7 separate regions of the Mus musculus genome follow, and all the other regions are linked to region 7. The links are chromatin contacts, called in public ChIA-PET, Hi-C, Micro-C and promoter capture Hi-C maps. All regions are on one chromosome and are shown on one strand. Each heading gives the region's core, a stretch centred on a gene start, on an enhancer-like site or on the middle of the called end of the contact. The rest is flanking DNA. Distances are from core to core; before and after follow the strand shown.

What was found. Promoter capture Hi-C pulls out the DNA fragments that hold promoters and counts their contacts. Hi-C and Micro-C count contacts between places; a contact is called where the count stands out from the background. ChIA-PET counts read pairs in DNA pulled down with a chosen protein or histone mark.
Region 1: a contact with region 7 is called in an RNA polymerase II ChIA-PET map of memory CD8 T cells, with 11 read pairs. The contact joins the enhancer-like site here to the promoter of Samd4b in region 7. A contact is called at or near these places in 1 of 39 promoter capture datasets (hippocampal neurons), 1 of 15 datasets of contacts at CTCF or cohesin (the NIH/3T3 cell line), 3 of 484 Hi-C or Micro-C datasets (cortical neurons, palatal mesenchyme and pro-B cells), 4 of 115 datasets of contacts at active chromatin or transcription factors (embryonic midbrain, embryonic stem cells, large pre-B cells and 1 more) and 1 of 9 other capture datasets (adipose tissue).
Region 2: a contact with region 7 is called in an RNA polymerase II ChIA-PET map of memory CD8 T cells, with 5 read pairs. The contact joins the promoter of Zfp607a here to the promoter of Samd4b in region 7. A contact is called at or near these places in 2 of 39 promoter capture datasets (liver and pre-B cells) and 2 of 115 datasets of contacts at active chromatin or transcription factors (memory CD8 T cells and microglia).
Region 3: a promoter capture Hi-C map of erythroid cells shows a contact between it and region 7, with 10 times the contacts expected there. The contact joins the promoter of 2200002D01Rik here to the promoter of Samd4b in region 7. A contact is called at or near these places in 1 of 39 promoter capture datasets (erythroid cells) and 3 of 115 datasets of contacts at active chromatin or transcription factors (bone marrow-derived macrophages, microglia and pancreatic cancer cells).
Region 4: a contact with region 7 is called in a promoter capture Hi-C map of embryonic stem cells, with 2.8 times the contacts expected there. The contact joins the promoter of Pld3 here to the promoter of Samd4b in region 7. A contact is called at or near these places in 2 of 39 promoter capture datasets (embryonic stem cells and liver), 2 of 115 datasets of contacts at active chromatin or transcription factors (bone marrow-derived macrophages and stem cell-derived neural progenitor cells) and 1 of 9 other capture datasets (adipose tissue).
Region 5: a Hi-C map of B cells shows a contact between it and region 7, with 7 read pairs. The contact joins the promoter of Blvrb here to the promoter of Samd4b in region 7. A contact is called at or near these places in 1 of 39 promoter capture datasets (pre-B cells) and 1 of 484 Hi-C or Micro-C datasets (B cells).
Region 6: a contact with region 7 is called in a Micro-C map of embryonic stem cells, with 16 times the contacts expected there. The contact joins the promoter of Map3k10 here to the promoter of Samd4b in region 7. A contact is called at or near these places in 1 of 484 Hi-C or Micro-C datasets (embryonic stem cells), 1 of 115 datasets of contacts at active chromatin or transcription factors (memory CD8 T cells) and 1 of 9 other capture datasets (adipose tissue).

The regions. Positions count from the first base shown.
Region 1 is chr7:29,024,026-29,026,725 of GRCm38.p6, reverse strand. It overlaps Ryr1 (ryanodine receptor 1, skeletal muscle), which reads left to right. Exons shown (of 106, transcript NM_009109.2): 90 at 2,382-2,700. Among named protein-coding and RNA genes, the nearest start is that of Gm38979, 4.2 kb to the left of the region's middle. Within about 2 kb of position 1,370, at least 70 of the 459 cell types and tissues checked have an H3K27ac peak or open chromatin away from gene starts, as enhancers often do. A contact at or near this core is called in the NIH/3T3 cell line, memory CD8 T cells and pro-B cells, where this site is marked.
Region 2 is chr7:27,859,185-27,861,884 of GRCm38.p6, reverse strand. Zfp607a (zinc finger protein 607A) reads right to left here and starts at 1,300. Exons shown (of 5, transcript NM_001024726.2): 1 at 1,129-1,300.
Region 3 is chr7:29,247,101-29,249,800 of GRCm38.p6, reverse strand. It overlaps 2200002D01Rik (RIKEN cDNA 2200002D01 gene), which reads left to right and starts at 1,334. Exons shown (of 4, transcript NM_028179.1): 1 at 1,334-1,444; 2 at 1,561-1,673; 3 at 1,836-1,904; 4 at 2,067-2,280. The coding sequence starts at 1,423. The coding sequence ends at 2,207. It overlaps Yif1b (Yip1 interacting factor homolog B (S. cerevisiae)), which reads right to left. Exons shown (of 8, transcript NM_001110201.1): 8 at 2,269-2,564. The coding sequence ends at 2,409.
Region 4 is chr7:27,551,858-27,554,557 of GRCm38.p6, reverse strand. Pld3 (phospholipase D family, member 3) reads left to right here and starts at 1,340. Exons shown (of 14, transcript NM_011116.2): 1 at 1,340-1,560. 2310022A10Rik (RIKEN cDNA 2310022A10 gene) reads right to left here and starts at 1,268. Exons shown (of 10, transcript NM_175107.5): 1 at 1,205-1,268.
Region 5 is chr7:27,446,656-27,449,355 of GRCm38.p6, reverse strand. Blvrb (biliverdin reductase B (flavin reductase (NADPH))) reads right to left here and starts at 1,378. Exons shown (of 5, transcript NM_144923.3): 1 at 1,160-1,378. The coding sequence starts at 1,238. It also overlaps a transcript of Sptbn4 not described here.
Region 6 is chr7:27,673,243-27,675,942 of GRCm38.p6, reverse strand. Map3k10 (mitogen-activated protein kinase kinase kinase 10) reads left to right here and starts at 1,362. Exons shown (of 10, transcript NM_001290528.1): 1 at 1,362-2,600. The coding sequence starts at 1,919. It also overlaps a transcript of Zfp607b not described here.
Region 7 is chr7:28,434,770-28,437,469 of GRCm38.p6, reverse strand. Samd4b (sterile alpha motif domain containing 4B) reads left to right here and starts at 1,279. Exons shown (of 13, transcript NM_175021.3): 1 at 1,279-1,332. It also overlaps a transcript of Gmfg not described here.

The DNA of each region.
Region 1 (2,700 bases), core at 121-2,620, 590 kb before region 7:
AGAGGCAGAGTCTCGGAGGGGAGTGGCAGGCTGGTGGGGCCTCGGGGTGGCTGGCAGGACCTGGGGGCAGATGGCGGGGCCTAGGGACAGCGAGTGGGCTTTGGCATTTAATGTGTATGGTACGCAGTCAAGGGAGGTTCTGAGCAGAGGGCTCAGACCTGGAGCAGGTTTTTTCAGAGTCCCTCCCACTTTGCGTAGAGATAGGGGTGCCTCGGGGAGTCCCCTGTGATGGTGGGAGACAGAGGACGCGGGACCACAGGGAGAGAGAAGACACGAATGGGCCCTGCATCTGTTCTGAAAGCAGAGCTGAGAGTTCTGCTGAGGAATCTGATGTGGGCAATAAGACAAGAGACAGCAAGCAGATATGACTCAGAGATTTTAACTTAGGCATGTTGGGTGGATGGGGGCTGCCACTTTTGAAATGCATAAGGCTGGGGAGCTGGGGCAGTTTGCCTTCTAAAGTTCACTTCTGGATTCAAATGTGATCCTCCATGCCTGTAATCCCAGCACTCTGGAGGTAGAAACAAGAGGGTTGTCAAGAATCCAGGGCCAGCCTGGATAAAAAGTTGCAGGCTAGCCGAGGCTACATACATAGTAAAGACAAAATGTATCAAATGTCACATGGGTCAAGATTCTGGAATGTGGTCAGAGCCCAGATGGGACACCTGGCAATCATATGTGCACCGTGACATTGGAGCCTGAGATCCCAGTGTTATCTCATGGGAGGTGGAAAGCAAAAAAAGATGCAGCTCTCAGACCCGCCCACCCCACCCCACTCCAGCCGTTCCAGGTCTGGATGTGAAGGTGACTCCTGCGAAGCAGGTTGACTAACAGTGGCCAGAGAAGGTGTTACAAAAGAAGGCACATGTGTATGATGATCCCTGGGGCCCTGTGTGAGGCAGGTGCCACTCATCACGGGACGGAGGATGCGGCAGGGTGCATGATGAGAAGTTCCTGTGTGACTGAGTCCCCTTGCTCTGTGGTTTTAGAGCCTTTCATGATTTGCAAAGCCTGTTACTCATTTAGAAAGCATTTTGCAAAGCCCTTGGCTTTTCACAAAGGACAGCCCGGAGCCAGGAAATTTCGCTTCTGTTTATACCCCAGAGCTGCATCTCTCTGTCTGCATTCTGCAGCCCATCTGTAAGTCAAGCTGGAAGCCCACCTAGTAAAATATGACCAGCATCTTTCAGTATAAACAGAAGGCTGAGGACTGTTGCATAGCTAAAGTCAGAATTGAATTGCCTCTTGAAATTTTGTTTTGGTTTTTGGTGGTTTTTTTGTCTTTGTTTTGTTTTGCCCTGGGTTTGGTCCCAGAATTGCCTAAACTGGGCATGGTGCTGCATGCGTGTAATCCCAGCACTCAGAAGGCTGAGGCAGGAAGATTGGAATTTAAGGTCAGCTTTGGCTATGTAGTGAGTTTCAGGCCAGCCTGGCCTACATGACACTTTGTCTTAAAAAAAAAAAAAAAAAAGCAAAAGAAAGGAAACAAGACAAGACAAAAGATAACAAACAACAAGAAGCTAACATTGTGGCAAATGCCTTTGATCCCAGCACTCAGGGGGCAGAGGCAGGTCTGTAGTTAGATGCAGGCCTGGTCTACAATAATGGGTTCCCAGGCAGCCAAGGCTACATAAACCCTGTCTCAAAAAAGCAGGATCAAAATTATTTTTTAATTTAAAAAAACTCACCATTATTACCTGGGAGCGGTGGCGCACGCCTTTAATCCCAGTAACTAAGAGGCAGAGACAGGCGGATTTCTATGAGTTTGAGGCCAGCCTGGTCTACAAAGCAAGTTCCAGGGCAGCCAGGGCTACACAGAGTAATCCTATCTGGAAAAACCAACACCAACAATAAAACAAAACAAATACCATTATTTTACCAAGAGCATGGCGGCCTTTTACGTTTCTGTTTTGGGATCAGAGGCACGGACCTCCACACCTGTTTATACAGCACTGCAAACCCATCACGCATCTGGCATCTGAGGCAAGCATCCGACCAACGGAGCCTTTTGTCTTATTTTGTGGGATTTTATTGTGTTGTTGTTGTTGTTGTGATTGTTCTTGAAACAAAGTCTTACTATGTCATCCTGGCTGTCCTGGAACTCACTATGTAGACCAGGCTGGCCTGGAACTCTCATGGAGACTGGCCCTGAACCCGGCTGGCCTCGAACAACTCACAGAGATCGCTGCCTCTGCTTCTCAGGTGCTGGGATTAGAACAGTACACCCAAACTTTTGCAAGTAGTTGTTACTGATGCTGAGGCCCTTGAATTCACTCCCTCTCTCTCCTCCCCCTCATCCCCCCTCCCTCCCCTTTTCCTTCCCTGCTCCCCCTCTTCCTTTCCCTCCCCCTCTCTCTCACCTCTCCCACCCACCTCCACAGGCCATGGACAGCCAGAAGCAGTTCACTGGCCCAGAGATCCAGTTCCTGCTCTCGTGTTCCGAAGCAGATGAGAATGAGATGATCAACTGCGAAGAGTTTGCGAACCGCTTCCAGGAACCAGCACGGGACATTGGCTTCAACGTGGCGGTGCTGCTTACCAACCTGTCAGAGCATGTGCCCCACGACCCGCGCCTGCGCAACTTCCTGGAGCTGGCTGAGAGCATCCTGGAGTACTTCCGGCCTTACCTGGGCCGCATCGAAATCATGGGCGCATCGCGTCGCATAGAACGGATCTATTTTGAGATCTCAGAGACCAACC
Region 2 (2,700 bases), core at 51-2,550, 580 kb after region 7:
AGCCTGAGGGGACAGAACCAAGACTTCAACCTGATACCACAGATCCACACCCACTATCAGCCACGGACGGCATTGCTCATCTGGATCTGGCCAGTGTTACCCATTACACACACACACACACACACACACACACACACACACACTCAGAAAATCACTAGCTCTCAAAGATGCCAAATTCAGTGCTATCACTTTCCCAGCTGAAATGGTGAACAGACATAGTCAACCACCTGCAGTTTTCTGCTGCTTTGAGAGGCAGGCCTGTAAAGATAGGATGAGTGATGCCATTGAAATAGGCGCCAATTTAACAGATCGGGATGTAAAAGCCCTAACGCTAACCTCTGGAGACTCCTATCTATAATTTGTTCAGAAAAAGAAGTGATTGTAGAGAGACGATGTCAAGGGATGTCATTGGAAGGATAATGCGAATACTAAGTGGAAAGGGAAGGGACAATGTAAGGGACACAATGGTGGAGGTATCAATTTGCCTGTCCCTCCTTCAGTTACTGACAATTCCATATTCTAAAACTAAAACCTCATTTTCAAACAAAGCACAAGCTCATTCTTTAATCTTTGATGTGCAGCAATAAAGTCCTTATTCTACTTCAGCCCTCCTTTGTAATGGCTGAGGCACGGAGCCTGAATAAGCGCGAGATCCCAGACTATATCTGAGAGCATCCTCAGGGAGCACTTTCTGCTACTCTGTCAACACTCACGTGGCTAGGATAGGGCTCTGGGAAAGTCCTGGGGCTCAACAAGTAGCTGCCTGCTCTCTTAAGCAACCCTGGAGACTCTTCCGGCCTGAAATGCTCCTCCCATGCTCAACTCTGGGCCTCAGGGAAAGCTTCCCTTCAGTGCGGACTCTTCTCTCAGAAGCTTGGTCCTCTGCTTCAGCCCCTGTGGCCAGGGGAGAAAGTAGGAGCAGAGAGCAACAAGCCGGGTGACACTGGGTGACAGAGATAATGCAGAGAGCTCAAAGTGTGCACACTCGGACAGACAGACACACACACACACCACCACCACCACCACCACCACCACCACCTGCAGCAGCACCGTCCCCCCACACATAAATACACAACCACCCCACACCGCGGTCCACATCCACACCCAGCCGGCTGGTTCCCGCCTTACGTGGAGACCGAAGCCAACTAGAGATTTCTTCCTCCGACCAGAAAGATCGGACTTTCCGCATTAGCGGCACCAGGACACCCAGAGCCTATCCACTACTTCTTGCCATGGTGGCCCTGAAAACTACAGCCCTCGCTACCGGAGATCCGAGAAGCCCAGGGCTCCAGAGAGATCCCAGCATGCAACTTGGCCCAGCCCATTTGAGAGCTGCGTCCTGTGGCTTGTGAGAGTTCCCAGGGGGAGGGGGGTACTCCCCGACTTTAAAGGGGAGGCTCCCTCCTGTGATCAAAATAGTTCCGGGTTCTACTAGTAACTGATTTTCTCTCCTGTGGAGCTGACAGACAAACTGAAGTTTTAAAGTTCAAAAGAAGTAAGATCAAATCAGGCTGTAATTGGCTGTATCTTTGCTTGAGACTGAGTGGGATTCCACCTCGCTGTGCTCTGGTGGGGACTATGGTAAATTGGAAAAGACTGAACTAAAGAATTGTTGGGTTTGAACGTGGGTAGTTTAGCGATTTCAGAGAGAAACAGAAGTTCTAGACACTCCCAGGGTTCATTGTCGCTGTGTTGGAGTTCAGGAAGTCGCCACTCAAACCTTATATACATACACCAATCTCAGTTAAGCAAGACTAGTGTATTAAACACGTACCATAATACTGGAGTTCAGGACTGCAAAAAGGACTCGGGAGCCTAATTGTAGTACTGGTCTGCTCTCAGGGTAGGCTTTTTATATGAGAAACCAGGTTCAAACGTTTAAAGGGCAGGGAGGGGAGCTGTTGGCTTCCTAGGCAAAGTATATTTTTAGCAACCTTTAAGCTGATAGGACCTGAGTAAGGTGGGGGGTGGATGGGTGGTGAACTGGGGAATTTCAGAACAGTGAGATAACAGAACATGAGTATTAAAACTTTTTGGCTTATTAGCAGCATTCTTCAATGTCAGCCCCAAAAAAAAAAAAAAAAAAAAAAAAAAAAAAAAAAAAAAAAAAAACACTGAGCTCATATGCAGGTACAGGAAGAGCTGCCCAGTGGTCAGCTTTACTCAAGATATTTTAGACATAACAGTTGCTATTTACCTTTGATTCAATGGGTCCTACATACAGCTTTGTGAAATAAGATAAGCAAACCTCATACAGATCATTGAGAGCACACAGAACAAAACAGGGTATGTGGCCAGCGTGTCCCTGAGCTCAGTCACTTCTCTATGTCAGTGACTGGCAGGCATGTTACAGCAACACTGTGAAATAGCTGGCAGGCATAGAACAGAATGGCTGCAGCTATGCTGGGGAGCAGGGGAGTCAGACCATAGCATCTGTTATCTAGACGGGAGAATGTGAGTGAGAGCCAGATCGGTATGCATCAACAGAGCTGTGCCCATTAGGCAGTCACTTACATCATGTTGGACTGAGTGGATGAAGGACTAGCATGTCCAGGTAGCCTAAACAAAAACATACACGTGTTTTTAGAAAACCCTATTTATTGTAACGTGACACTATTGAACTTTCAAAACTACTTTTGTTGTCTCCTGTATTTACACGAATTTTCCAGAATGTGAGTAAACAAATGTTGACGAGACTAG
Region 3 (2,700 bases), core at 85-2,584, 810 kb before region 7:
AGAGGTAAGGTGCTAGAAGGTGGTTAGGGGTATTTGTTGTTCTAGTGGCTCAAACCCAAGGATGGCTTCCACAGACAGCAGCAGGCCTCCACAAACACACACACACACATTTAAAAATAAAGTTTTTCAGGTAATGGGAAGCACCAAGTATGTGCTGGAATGACACGCGTGGAGCCTGCATGACCAGTGCAGGCATTTCTGCAAATGGACATTAAGCAGGCATCCAAGGTGGCACATGGCCACCTTGATCCTTGAAGTAGCCACCTGTTCCTGCTGAGAGGTGGGCGCTCACTTTTGGAATATACAGGTGGGTGTTTTGTTTTGTGTGCACGTGCCTGGATGTGCACCTGTGGAAGTCCAAAGACGGTGTGCAGGCGTGAGTTCTCTTAGGTGGTTCCGGGTGATTAGATTCACCTCATTAACCTGGCAATTCTACACAATGAGCCACCTCACCAGCCTCCTTATTTTCTTGAGTCAGGTATATTGCTGGGTGGCACAGAACTCACTCTGTAAGGCCAGGCTGGCCTTGAACTCAACTTGCCTCTGCCTCCTGAGTGTTAGAATTAAAGGTGTGTGTCACCAAGCCCAGCACTCTTATGCTGTGTAGCCCAGGCTATGATAGAGTCTTCAATCCCCCTGCCCCAGTCTCCTGAGCAGTGGGCTTACAGTACCTAGCTTAGAACTAATGTTGATGTTCCCGAAAGTCACATGGTGAAGCCATATCCCAAATTGGAGGTCTTATATTCAGACATGGAGAGCCAAGACTAGAAGCAGGAAGCAGACCATCTCTGTACTGGGGCTCTCTCCCTGCCTATGCCTAGCTTCCAGCCCCGAGCCTTGCCGACTATGAGGTAAACTGCTGCTTAAGCACTAATCTGTTATGTTTAACAGCCCAAATTAAGACACCTGCCTTTACCCAAACAACGCAACACATTTCACCACCATGCACTCTGCCAAGCACCAGCCTAGGAATTCAACCCCACCACCCCAGGGTACAACTTTGCTGGTGCTTTTCAGCTGCCGCCAGGGCGCACTAGTCTGGCCACCAAATTCTTCAGACACTACTTATCTCAGCTCGGAGGAGCTGAGAACCAGACCTCGTTGCTCCCAGAATGCACTTTAACTTTGTTCAGTGTACGGAACGGCTTTCCGGAAGCAAGTACCCCCGCAAAGGGACCAACTGATGACTAGTCTCACCCCCTTTCTCCCAGACACCTACAGCCACTTCTAACCCCACTTCCCACTTAGGAAAGTCTGGGTGGAGCCGGGAGCGCCAGTGCAGTGAGTCAGGGCCAGGGAGCTGAGGGACAAAGGTCCGGAGGGTGAGGCTTCGCGGAATTCCTGAGATGGGCAGGTCGTGCAGTCCCACCCCCTGCCCTAGGCTCTGCCTAAAGTTTCCGGCCATCCAGACTGGTCACCGCCATGGAGTTTGACTTGGCCGCAGGTAAGTTCCCCGGGGAGTGGTGGATTTGCTGTGTAAGGGGCCAGACTCAGAGCCTGGGAATACTGAAGGGAAGCTACGTCGCCTACATAACCATGTAACTCCCCTCTCCTCCGCAGCCCTGGGCCCTGGTTCTAAGAAGCCAGAGGGGGCAGGCCATGTGGGAGACCCCAAACACTGTCCTCTTAAAGCGCCGGGCGGGCCAGAGGCAGGCGCTGCTCACAAGCCGAGGGTAAGTCACTTCATCACCGGCACCGAGTCCCGAGGGCCCGAGATGAGAACTGGCTTCCGTCCTTGGTCCTCGGCCACACATCAGCCTTCCAGTTTGGGTTGGAAGCTGCTCGAGTGGGTCCCTGTCCTCACTGTAACCACTCCCTCCCCAACCCCCATCTAGCGTGTCTCTGGCAGCTCCTCCGACTCCAGCAGCAGTAGCAGCTCCAGCGACTCAGAGGCAGAGGGGAAGGTAAGAGACGGTCCCTCTCCCAGTGTGTCCTCTCGCACCTCAGACCCAGGCCCCGCTGCGGTCAGGGTCACGTTAGGCTCCTTGCCGAGGTGAGTGGGGCGGGTCCAGTACAGCTTTCAACCGGGCCACCTCCTCTCCTACCCACCGTCCTTGGCTCTCCAGGAGTATGCCGCTGGCTGCAAGAAGCATGAACGCTCCTCAGACAAGGCCAAGAAACCCAAGGTGAAGAAGGAGAAGATGGAGAAGAAGGAGAAGAAGGAGAAGAAGGAGAAGGAGAAGAAGGAGAAGAAGGCCCCCCATTGACTTATTAAACTTGCAGCCCTTTCCGCTCCCCAGCGCCCTCTGCCGGTCAGAAGTGGAGGCTGCGCCGAGCCCATCAGGTTTATTGTTGCGGGTGTGCAGTAGGCGACATGAGCACCTTGGCTAGGAAGGAGGGCGCGGGCCTGGAGGGCGGGAGCCCTGGTCAAGCGAGATGAGTGTGGGAGCTGGAGGCCAGGCCGCAGCTCACCGTACAAGGTGGAAGGTGAGCCAGTACATGAGTACCGGCTGCGCAGCTGCCACTGCCATAGTCAGGTACATGCGCAGCTGGTTCCGCGCCCCACGCACTGGCACTCCTTCGGCCGCTGCCTGGGCCAGGATCTTGAGCCGCAGTGTCCGGATCTGGGTGGTAAGGGTAAAGTGGGGGTCCCGTAAGTGCCAGGCAGCTCGGGATGAGTCCCTGCCCCTCTGTGGCCTCCAGTTTGTGTTCCTAGAAGGGTCTTTTGAATAGCTACCTCCCCCAAGCCCTGTGAGCAAA
Region 4 (2,700 bases), core at 91-2,590, 880 kb after region 7:
GGGGGGGGGGGGGGCGGCAGGTGGGGAGGGGCAGAGAGATAAGTAGGCTAAGTAGGTAAAGGCCACCAGGCCAAGCTATCCTCTGGTTTTACATACAGTGTAATAAAACATGTCATTTAAAATTAAAAAATATATATATTAGAGGGGTTAAAACAGCAAACTCAAAGTTCCTACAACTACGTCTGACAGGTATTCATTAAATCTGAACTAAACTAGTGACAGACTGGGACAGTTGTAGACCTAATGTAAGTTGCATGCAGATGTGAGGTGGAAACCAAGTATATAAGACTATTTAGCCACCCTGGCATGATAGCAGAGGCTTTTAATCCCAGCACTGGGTAGAGGGGCAGAGGCAGGCAGTTTATCTGTGAGTTCAAAGCCAACCTGGTCTATGTAGTGAGTTCCACGACAGAAAGAGCTACAAACAGAGACCCAGCTTCAAAAATAATAAATAAGTAAATAAACAAACAAACACACAAACAAAACAACTTTTCAAGTATCTTTCATTTACTGCCCACAAATGAAGAGGAATGTTCTATTTCTATTGTATTTCAAGTTAAGGTTCCCTTCTCCTGGCTAGGATAACAATGCAAAATGCCCCCTTTTAAATTGAGGAACATGCATTAGTCATTATTTTAAATCGCTATTTCAGGACTCAGGAAAGAGGCAAACAATCTTCTTGACTGTTGTTTTGCTTCCTTTGGGCTTCCCTCCTCTATGTTGTTAGAACTCTCAGCTACAATCCCGATCCACCGAGCTGTTGGTATGCCAAAGACATTCATCAGGATCCACACGACGAACATAGGAGCCTGAGATTATCGGTTTTCACTAAACAGAGAAAACTTGGGCTCAGAAAGGTAATGACACAGGCCCAGTTCTTGCAAAGGGAAGCTGGGATTAGAACCCAAACCCGCTGGCCTGCTAGCTCGGGCAGCTCCCGCGCGGGTACCCATCATCAGTGCTAACGAGGATGGAAGAGTAACATGGAGAGCTCTGAGAGCAGAACGGGTGTGCACGACCTGACGTCCCATTACACGGGTTCTACGGTCAGCTTCTGGGCCCCCATTGTACAGAAGAGGAAACTGAGGCTCAGAAAGAGAAATCATTTATCTGATCGTACAGTATGGGCTGCGCGGGAAGTCCAGACCCCCGGCCACCCCGTATCTCCATCCCTAACCTCCTCCGTCCCAGTCCCGCACCTCACCTGGCACTCTGGGGCCCGCACCCCCACGAGGCGCCCGCCCGCCCTCCGGGTCGCGCCAACTGTCAGACACTCCTCCCTCGGCCTGGGCCGCCCGCCCCGGAAGTCCTGCCCTTGATACCGGAAGCCAGACTGCACCTTCCACCAGCCGCTCTAGCCCTCCTAGCCTCCAACCAGCAAGAGAGTGTGGGGCGGCGACCATCACATGACAACACAGAGCCTCGGTCGCGAAGAACGCCGCCAATCAGAAAGGATCAAGTCTAGCCCCCACCCTGCCCGCAGTCTAGCGCGACTGCGCCTGCGCACAGGTGGGCGGGAAGGCGGGGCTAGGTTCTGGAGTAGAAGACTCTGACGTGCAGGTACTGTGCGATCTGGTGCGCGACACCTTGGCTGCCCTCCCTGTGTCACCCTCTCGTCTATAATGCATCTCTTCTATATCGTCCTTGGCCCACTTAGGTGCCCTCATCCCTTCTCTTAAATCATACCCCACTTAAATCGTCACCACCCCTCCCCTTCTGACGCCATGACCTCTCTCACATCGCCCCCTCCTTTAAGAAGTAATTTTTGTTTTTTTGTTTGTTTACAATTAATTGAGTATCTGTGACTGCATTTACCCGAGGAGATCAGAAGATGTCTAATTCCCTGGATTTGTAGTTACGAATGGTTGTGAGCCATCCCATGTGAATGCTGGGTTTTCTAGTTCAGGTCCTTTGGAAGAGCAACAAGTGCTTTTAACTGCTGCACCATCTCTTCAGCACAAACATTGTCCTTTTTATTCATTTTCATTCCCCTTAAGCCCTGATTGGCCTTATATGCTCAGTTTTCTCTTTTTATGTGACAGGGTCTCCTTGTAACCTCAAAGTATGTCAGCTCAGACACGCCCCTGCTGTCCCCAGTGCTCCGCTGGTCACTCTTCCATCTTTGTTAGCACTGGGTACCTGTGCGGGAGATTAGCATTCAGTCACCAGTGCAACTCAGGCTGGCCTTGAATTTTAGATCCAATTGCTCAGCCTCCTGAGTGTGGGGATTGCAAGCACTGATGAGCCGGTCTCTCTGTCATCATTGTCTTAGTCACCCACACATCTCCTTCATGAAACCCCCATTTCCCCTAAATCTCTTCATACCAGTTATTCTTGTACTTCCTGTTTCCATCTCCCCTTAGATTACCCTCAAATCGCCCTGGTGTCTCCATCTCTCCACTAACACATCTGTATTCAGCATTACCCACAAGGAGCCACCCAGCCTTATAGCTTTCCCTCCTCTGTGGGTACACGTTTCACATATTTCCATGGTGTGGGATATTATATGGTATTCTATGGTATCCCAGGGTCCCAGCTTCACCCCTAAACCTGTGGGAAACCCAGGCCACCAAACCATGCCTCTCCAATTCCTGCTTTCCCATTTGTAAAATGCACAGTAGCCAACAGGTTTGTGTGTCTGTAAACCCAATGTCCAGGAGCTAAAGCAGGAGGATCTCTACCTCAGCCTCTGATACATTA
Region 5 (2,700 bases), core at 129-2,628, 990 kb after region 7:
TAGAAATGATTTATCAGCAGCTTGCTTTTGTTTTGTTGTTTTGACATAGGGTCTAAGGTTGCCCACGATGGCCTTGAACTTGCTGCGCAGCCAAGGATAGGTTTGATCTCCTGAGTCTCCTACCTCTGCCTCTCCAGGGGTGGGGGAAATTACAGGTCTACACCACCACAGCCAGCCTGTAGTTTGTTTTCTCTGGGAGGCCCAGGGCGCTCTCCTTTGCCACGAATTAAGGCCCTCATTAAGTCCCTGGGGGAAAGGATAGCCCATGGGGGGCGGGGGGATGGAACTTCTAGAAAAAGCCTCACCCAAAGCAGGAGCTGTGCTGGGAACCAGCAGGGACTGGGCTCTTTGTGGCCTCCACCCTTTTGGGGCACTCTGATAGTCAATATCTTAAGAATCGCCAAGGCTAGCAAGGGTGTGGCTCTTTATCTGGAACTTTCACGTCTGGTCCAGAGTTAACTTCTAGACTGAGGAGCCAGGGGATGATGGGGGATCCTGCGCCCTCCCCTCGGGAGGCCCCAAAGCTCAATGTCCTTCCCAGGACTTCAGTTCTTGGACTGCCCCTCTCTTATAGGGTGATCACCTCCATTCTCTTTGAAGTAAGTTGCTGCCTAACCTTTTCGATTTTCTGTTCCAGTGACCAAACTATGAGCCTGCAGACAGTTTTTTAGTGCTTAAGACCACGGACCGGAGTTCAAATCCCGACACAGCCATGTACCAGCAAGTCCTCTCCGCCTCAGTTTTCTTATGTGTCAAGTGGGGTAACACACTAGTTCCCATTCCAAATGAGGGTCACCAGAATTTTAACACGTGTAAGGAGATGGCCCGGCTGGCTGGATGCCAAGCTAGTCCTGGCTCAGAAAACCCTTTCTGGGTGTGCTAACTAGGACCACCACCACAGTTACGACATTTCATAAGAACCCCTGGTTTGCATAGAACTGTCAGAGGAGTCCTCCAGGTTCCCACAGTTAATTCCTTTACGCCTTGAACCCACATAACGCTGAATGTCAGAGTCCTCCATTTGTGCCCCCGTGACCACTTGCTGGCCCACAGGCTGGGGCACACACCGCCCCGTGTGGTCTCCGCCCGGCCCCCAGGACGACTTTTCCCAAAACTCCGCCCGGTGTTCATGACTTCCCCCACCCGCCCCGGCTCCTGCCTGCTTGCACCGCCTGCGCCAGTGTGGTGAGCCCGGTCCTGCCGGTGGCACCGAAGATCGCGATCTTCTTGACAGTCATGCTGCGGGGTCCAGGGCCGGAAAAGCTGAGAACTCCGAGGACGCGCGGGAACACAGTGGCTGCGAGGAGGCGCGCTGCGGGTCCTCCTCGACCCAGAAGGAGGGGGCGGGACCAGACAAGGTTCCAGCCTCCGCCTCACCCTCCTAATTTGGGTTCAAAGGGCGGGACCGAGGCGACCACGCCTCCCGCTGGAAAGAGCATGAGTAGGCGGAGGAGTCAAATTGCATTTCCAGAGCCCCTTCTCCGATAGGCGCTTAGACGTAGAAGCCACGCCCCTTCTAGGGAAGGGAGTGGGCGGTGCTAGAGCAGTTTGTCACTTAGCGCTCTGCCTACTAGAGACAGCCACCCTTAGTGGGCGGGGCTGAGCGGGGCGGGGCCGGCCGGGGCGTTACGCCCACCGTGCTCTCTTTGCTCACGCCCCCTTACAGACAGGCTCTGAGATGGTACTTCCCTCTACCAAAGCGTCCTCCCAACAAGCAAGAGGGGTGTGTGGGGTGATTTTGTGCCTGTGTGACCCTCAGTGACCACAAGGGACAGCATGGTTGTGGGCGACACCCGGTTTCATTCCTTGTGTTGCAATGTGAGTTGTGTATAGAGATCATTAATGTTATTTGGCGTCCATGGGGGTGATACTGTGAGGGGTACTCAGCCTGTGTGATATGGTAAGCTGTAATGGAGTGTGATACTTTCGGATTGGGAAGGTTTGGGACACCACATGGGTGCGTGATATGATCCCATTTATGTGTGACTGTGTGTGACATCAACTGAGATTCCTTTTGTGTCTTGTTGAGGCTCTGATGTATGGGTGTGTAGCAACACAGGGTGTGTCATCTTTTGTGCCTAGGCAACTGGTGTGACATTTTAAGCGTGTAAGACTATGCGATTGTGAACTTTGTGTTGTGTGAGCGTAGATACTCTGTGACACCTTGGAGGTGTGTGACATGCCTGACTGTATGTGCTATTGGTGGTGGTGGCTGTATGTGAGTGTGTCACAGTGCGTGGTCCTGCAGAGCACTATTCCATCCTGTGATACTGTTCAAGTGATTTCATGTGACCCTTATTGTGGTGGTGGCAGTATTTGAGTAACAATGTATGTACGATCCTGCAGGGCACTATTTACTGTATTGGTAACTACTGGTGATATCTGAGTGTCACTGTCAGTGGTGGCTATATCAGAGTGTGTCACAGTGAATGACCCTGCAGGACACATTCCAGAGAGGAAAACATTGCAAGTGACTGCGTGTGACAGACAGTTAGAAGGTTTGACCCTGACTGACCCCTTACGAAGGAGTGACACCATGAGAGTGTGCATGTGGAGAGAGTGTGTATGACGTTGCCAGGGGCCCGGTGTGTGAGTGGCAGTGTGGGAGTGTGTGACGCTGCCTCGAGCGCTCGCGAGCGCGGCTGTGCATCACACGCGTGGCCCGGTGTGTGACAGCGCGGGCGGCGGGGCGGCGTGCGG
Region 6 (2,700 bases), core at 113-2,612, 760 kb after region 7:
TTTATAGTTCTTGGACAAGCCACTGACGTTATACAGGACTCACCTTCTGCATTCTATACATAGAAAGGCAGCATTCTAAAAACATGGTGCTGAGGATAAGTTAGAAAAATATATAGGCAGGTAGAGAAACGGCCTTCCTGCCAGGGTTGTTTCCTTCCTTAGAGAAAGGTTAGAAGGACAAATGCCTAGGCAAAATGTTAAGATGAGAGGACCCATAAGTCTTATAAAATGCTAAACACAGAGCCCTTGTAACGACTCCCAACTCAGCGATTGTCAGCTTGCCTCAATAAAGCTCCACACACGCACACCTTTGTCCCTCTCAGTCAGTTCTTTGCCTGTCCCACAAATAAACTCAACCAGAATCTTAGTTACCGTAGGGGGCAAAGATGGGTCAGCTCTAAAGGGCATATGCTGCTTTTGCGGAGAACCTGAATTTGGGTCCCCAGCACCCACATGGGGTGGCTCACAACCGCCTGTGACTGAAGTTTCCAGGAGATCCAACGCCCTCTTTGGGTGCGTGCACGCACGCACGCGCGCGCGCACACACACACACACACAATTTAAAAATACGATCACTGACAGTGTTTGTTTTTCAATTTTTCAATTTCTTTTAAACTGCCCTTGACTCTTGCTTTGCCATTTATAATTTAGCAATCTTGAACAAAGTGAGTTTGTTTCTCTGAGTCACCTGTAAATGAGGCTCTTCGTGAAGATTTAATGACATCATCTGAGCAAAGCCCCCACCCCCGGAAACCCCTCCTTTCAGCCCCCTCTCTCCAAACTGAAGCTCATTATAGGAGGCAGAAGAGTATAGACAAGTTCTTACTGCAGATGCCAGTGATCCCATAGCTGGTGAGGCAAGCAAATCTGGCTATGAAATCTTCGAGACAGTACACTTCGCCCTCCAGCCTGCTCCTGCCCAAAGAGGCAGCACAAGTCTGTGCGTTAACTTGCTCCAGTCACCCATTGCTCTCTGAAGCAGGTGGTTCAAGGAGCGCAATGGTCCACGAACGAACTACATTTCCCAGCATGCACTTCCAGCCAGGGACCCTAGAGACTATCCTGCGAACCTTGTCCGAACCGCTTTAGGAGTATCGGTCCGTAATCTCCATTCATTCAGCTCCTATGTTTCCCTTGGCTAAATGAGTCAGTTACCGTGAACTCCAACATGAACGGGTCTCCTGCAGGGCTTGTAGAAAGCGTTGGTTCATTCGCCCTGATAGGAGATAGGGCCTAAGGACCAGGGCTCATGTAGCCTGGGACGAACCCAAGGCCTCGCAGCTTGGGACTACAACTCCCAGGCGGCATCGCGGCGGCAGCATAAACACGTCACTGGACACCGCCAAGAGCCCCGGCGGGGAGAGGGACTTAGGGGGCCGACCAGGAGCCGGCTGAGGAGGATGGGGGCCGCCCACGCGTTCCTCGCGTGAGGAGGCCGAGGGGCGCGCCACCCCATCCCGGGGCGGCCGCCCCCGGGGCGCCGCCATCCCTGCCCGGCCCTGCGGTCGTGGCTGAGGATGCGGAGCCGGGGGCCGCCGGTGGAGCTGCGCGGGGTGAGAGGCGCGGGGAGGGGCGGCCGCTTGCTGCCCTCGGCCTCGGCCTCCGCCGGCGGGCCCCGCTCGACCCGGCCCTCCCTGCGCCCTGACATCGTTGGGGACAGGTGAACCTAACGCCTCTCCTGCACAGCCAAATCCGAGGGATCGGTCCTATCGTTTGAAAAAGGTGTTTTTTAGGTTTTTGGGGTTTTTTTTCTTTTTAATTCCTTCGCTCCAGCGGAGGCCCCTCCCCCAGCTATGGTCCCCAGGAGCCCCCCGGGGTCCGCAGGGACTGTCTCCCATCCCGGCCTCCCGGCCCCGCGCTCAGCATTCCGCGGGCAGCCTGCGTGAAGCGGCCTCCCGCAGCCCCCGGCCCCTCCCCCATGGAGGAGGAGGAGGGGGCGGCGGCCAGAGAGTGGGGCGCGACCCCCGCGGGGCCAGTGTGGACCGCCGTGTTCGACTACGAGGCGGTGGGCGACGAGGAGCTGACCCTGCGGAGAGGCGACCGCGTCCAGGTGCTTTCCCAGGACTGTGCGGTGTCTGGAGATGAGGGCTGGTGGACAGGGCAGCTGCCCAGCGGCCGTGTGGGCGTCTTCCCCAGCAACTACGTGGCCCCCGCTGCACCCGCCGCACCCTCAGACCTCCAGCTGCCACAGGAGATCCCCTTCCACGAGCTGCAGCTGGAGGAGATCATCGGTGTCGGGGGCTTTGGCAAAGTCTATCGCGCCGTATGGCGTGGAGAGGAAGTAGCGGTCAAGGCCGCTCGGCTGGACCCTGAACGGGACCCGGCAGTGACAGCGGAGCAGGTCCGCCAGGAGGCCCGGCTCTTTGGAGCCCTGCAGCACCCCAACATCATTGCCCTGAGGGGCGCCTGCCTCAGCCCCCCAAACCTCTGCCTGGTGATGGAATATGCTCGGGGAGGTGCATTGAGCAGGGTACTGGCAGGTCGCCGGGTCCCCCCTCATGTGCTGGTCAACTGGGCTGTGCAGGTGGCTCGGGGCATGAACTATCTACACAATGATGCCCCTGTGCCCATCATTCACCGGGACCTCAAGTCCATCAACAGTAAGTGGTATCCTCTCTCCCAAAACTCTTCCGCTGAATCTTATGAGGCCAAGCCCAGATCGTTGGAAAGGGCAATGGACAGCAGATGGCACTGCATGGG
Region 7 (2,700 bases), core at 30-2,529:
TGGGACCCAATCTCCCAGAGGGCTTTGTCCTGGACTTTTCTCTTCCGCCCTGTGGCCAGCCAGTGGCAAAAGGCTAGTTCAATGGGCCACCTGAGTGTCCCGCCTACTTCGCACCTCCTCCCTCCCCAAGGTCCCTTCCAGATGCAACCCCGCCCCAACTCCCCAGGTAGCTCCCTGGGTTCTCTCTTCTGTGTCTCATTCCTTCTCACCCCACTTCCCTATGTAAGCTAGAGGCGTCCCTTCCAAACTCCCAAGTCCCCAAGACCTTACTGGCCCCGTCACTCTAGTCGCTGTGCCTTTAGCACAAGTGCATACTCCCTCCAGTGGCCAAACATCTAGCCGCAGCTCATTTCCTACCACTCCCTGTCGTAAATTCGACACTCCACCCTGACTGTATTTCTTGGAGTTCTCGGAACAAGCCACGTTGCTGTCACCCTTCTGGAGAGCCGGCCCCTTTCCAGTCAGTTCACCCCAGCGCAGGACAGTTTGTGGATGGACTAAGATCACGACAAGAGTGATGGAAGCAATCTCCATTTATTGACAGCCTCTTATGTGTGGGGTCTTATCTCTTTCCACCCTTAAAGGGTCGACCTCGCTCATCTTGAGGTGTCACTTGAGGCGCGGCCGATCGATACCAGGAGCCAGGAGGCAGCATTGTCATCCCAAAGGGCGATGGTACTACCGGACACAAACCCTGGGCGGGGTGTGACCGAGGGGCGGAGAGGAGGGGGTCCTTGAACGCCAGAATGAGGAATTGTGACTGGGTTCGCCGCTACTGAGTTAGACCGGCGCGAGACTGCCCCCTGCGGGTCCGTAGGTCCAATCGCGGGCTTCGCCAGACCGTTGCCCGGGGCAACGCGGCGCGCGCCCCTCCTCTTCCCGGCCCTCTGCTCTCCGCCCGGGGCCTGTCCGTCTGTCCGTCACCTTCTCGTCAGACCAATCGTAGTGAGGAGGGGGCGGGCCTCTCAGGCCTCCTTCCAGCCCTGTCGCTCCCCTCCAGGCCAAGACCCCGCCTTTCTTGCCGCACACCTCCCACCCTTCGGTCTGCCCTCGCCGCCAGTTGGCTGGGCTCACCGTCTGTCAATAGGGTGTGAGCTAATGCTGGCGCACAGTGGCCCTCCGGGGCGGGGCCAGGGGCGGTGACGCACGGCGCGGTGACGCAGCGCGACGGCGGCGGCGGCGGCGGCGGCGGTGGTCGGTGCGGGAGGAGGGAGGGGAGCTCTCGGGCCAGAGAGGGGGCGACGGCGGCGGCGGCGGCGGCGGCAGCGGCGCGGGTGGCGGCGGCTGCCCGAGGAGGTGCGGGTGGCGGCGGCGGCGGCGGAGGCCGAGGCGGTGAGTCTCGGGCAAGGCCGGGCCGGCGGGCGCGGGGCGGCGGCGGTCGAGGCGCGCGGCGCTCCCCTCAGGGCGACCCAGGCCGCGCGGCCGGCCCCGCCCCCTCAGGGACCCCGCGCCGCGGGCTGCGGCGGGCGGCTGACTCGGGCCTCGGGAGGCCGGAGGATCCTGGAGGACCCCTTAGGGTTCCGCACTCAGCCCGTTTCTCCCTACCCGGGCCCCTTCCTCAGTTTCCCTCCCAAACCGTCACGCCCTGGGGCTAGCCGAGGGGCCGGGCCCGGGGACTTCTGTCCTGACTCGGCACACATCTGCCTGGTCCTCCCGCACGACTCCAGCGGCCTCCCCGGAGACCACCCTCAGCTTTCAACTGCCTCCTCTGGGGACGCTCCCTGTGGATCCCCGCCCTTTGGTCCTTGGTTCTCTCCTCACATCTTCCTCCTGAATCGCAACACATTCCTTGGTGGCTACTCGTCATCTGTCTTCACAGCACAGATATTCCAGGCATCTCCCCCAGGAAGAACCTTAAAGCCCCTAAACCGCCCCCAGATACTCTCTGCATCTAACCCCCCCCCCATCTGCATCACATATTCAAGTCATCTCTCCTTCAGACTTCTTCAAATACCCCCAAGAATTTACCCTTCTACCTCTCCCCATTCCAAAAGTCTTAGAGATTTTCACTCTTATCCCCAAATTCTTCAGGATGTCCCTGGTGAACACTACATCATCCTTAAAGAGCTTGCATATCCCAGAACAGTCGTCCTCAGATACTCAGGAAGTGCTCTTAGATGCCAAAACTCACCTAGAGGACCCTCTCCTCTCCTCTCTTTGCTTCCACCTCCTATATACGCCCTGTCCTCTTCTCATATTTCTTAGACCCTTCTATAGATTTCCAAACTCATGTTACACAAATATTCCCCAGCTTGGAATGCTCTAGAGGTAATCTCATGTACCCCAGCCCTTTTCTCCTCAGCCTCTACACCTTCTAATCTTGAAAATCTCCAGAGTTCCTCTCATATTCCCAAAACCTCTTCCAAAGCCTGTCTTCTGTATCCCAAATCCTTTCCAGTAACACACACCACATGTTTTAAGAATAGTGTACGGACTCCAAAAAAGTTTCCTCATAGCCTCTATTCTTCTCAAACTTTTCTTGGATAACCTGAAAATTTGAAACTCCCTTTCTAGCCTTTGGTAAACTTTCTGACACTCTTCCTTACAATACTGAAACACCCCTCTAAGCTACAGCTTTCAGGACCCCCATGCATCACAGAACTTAGTAACCCTGAGATGGCCTTTAGTTCTTTCTTTTTCTCAGACTTTCTTATTAAAAGACTTTTCTAGCTATCTCTTCCTCAGAATCTCCCCCACCCC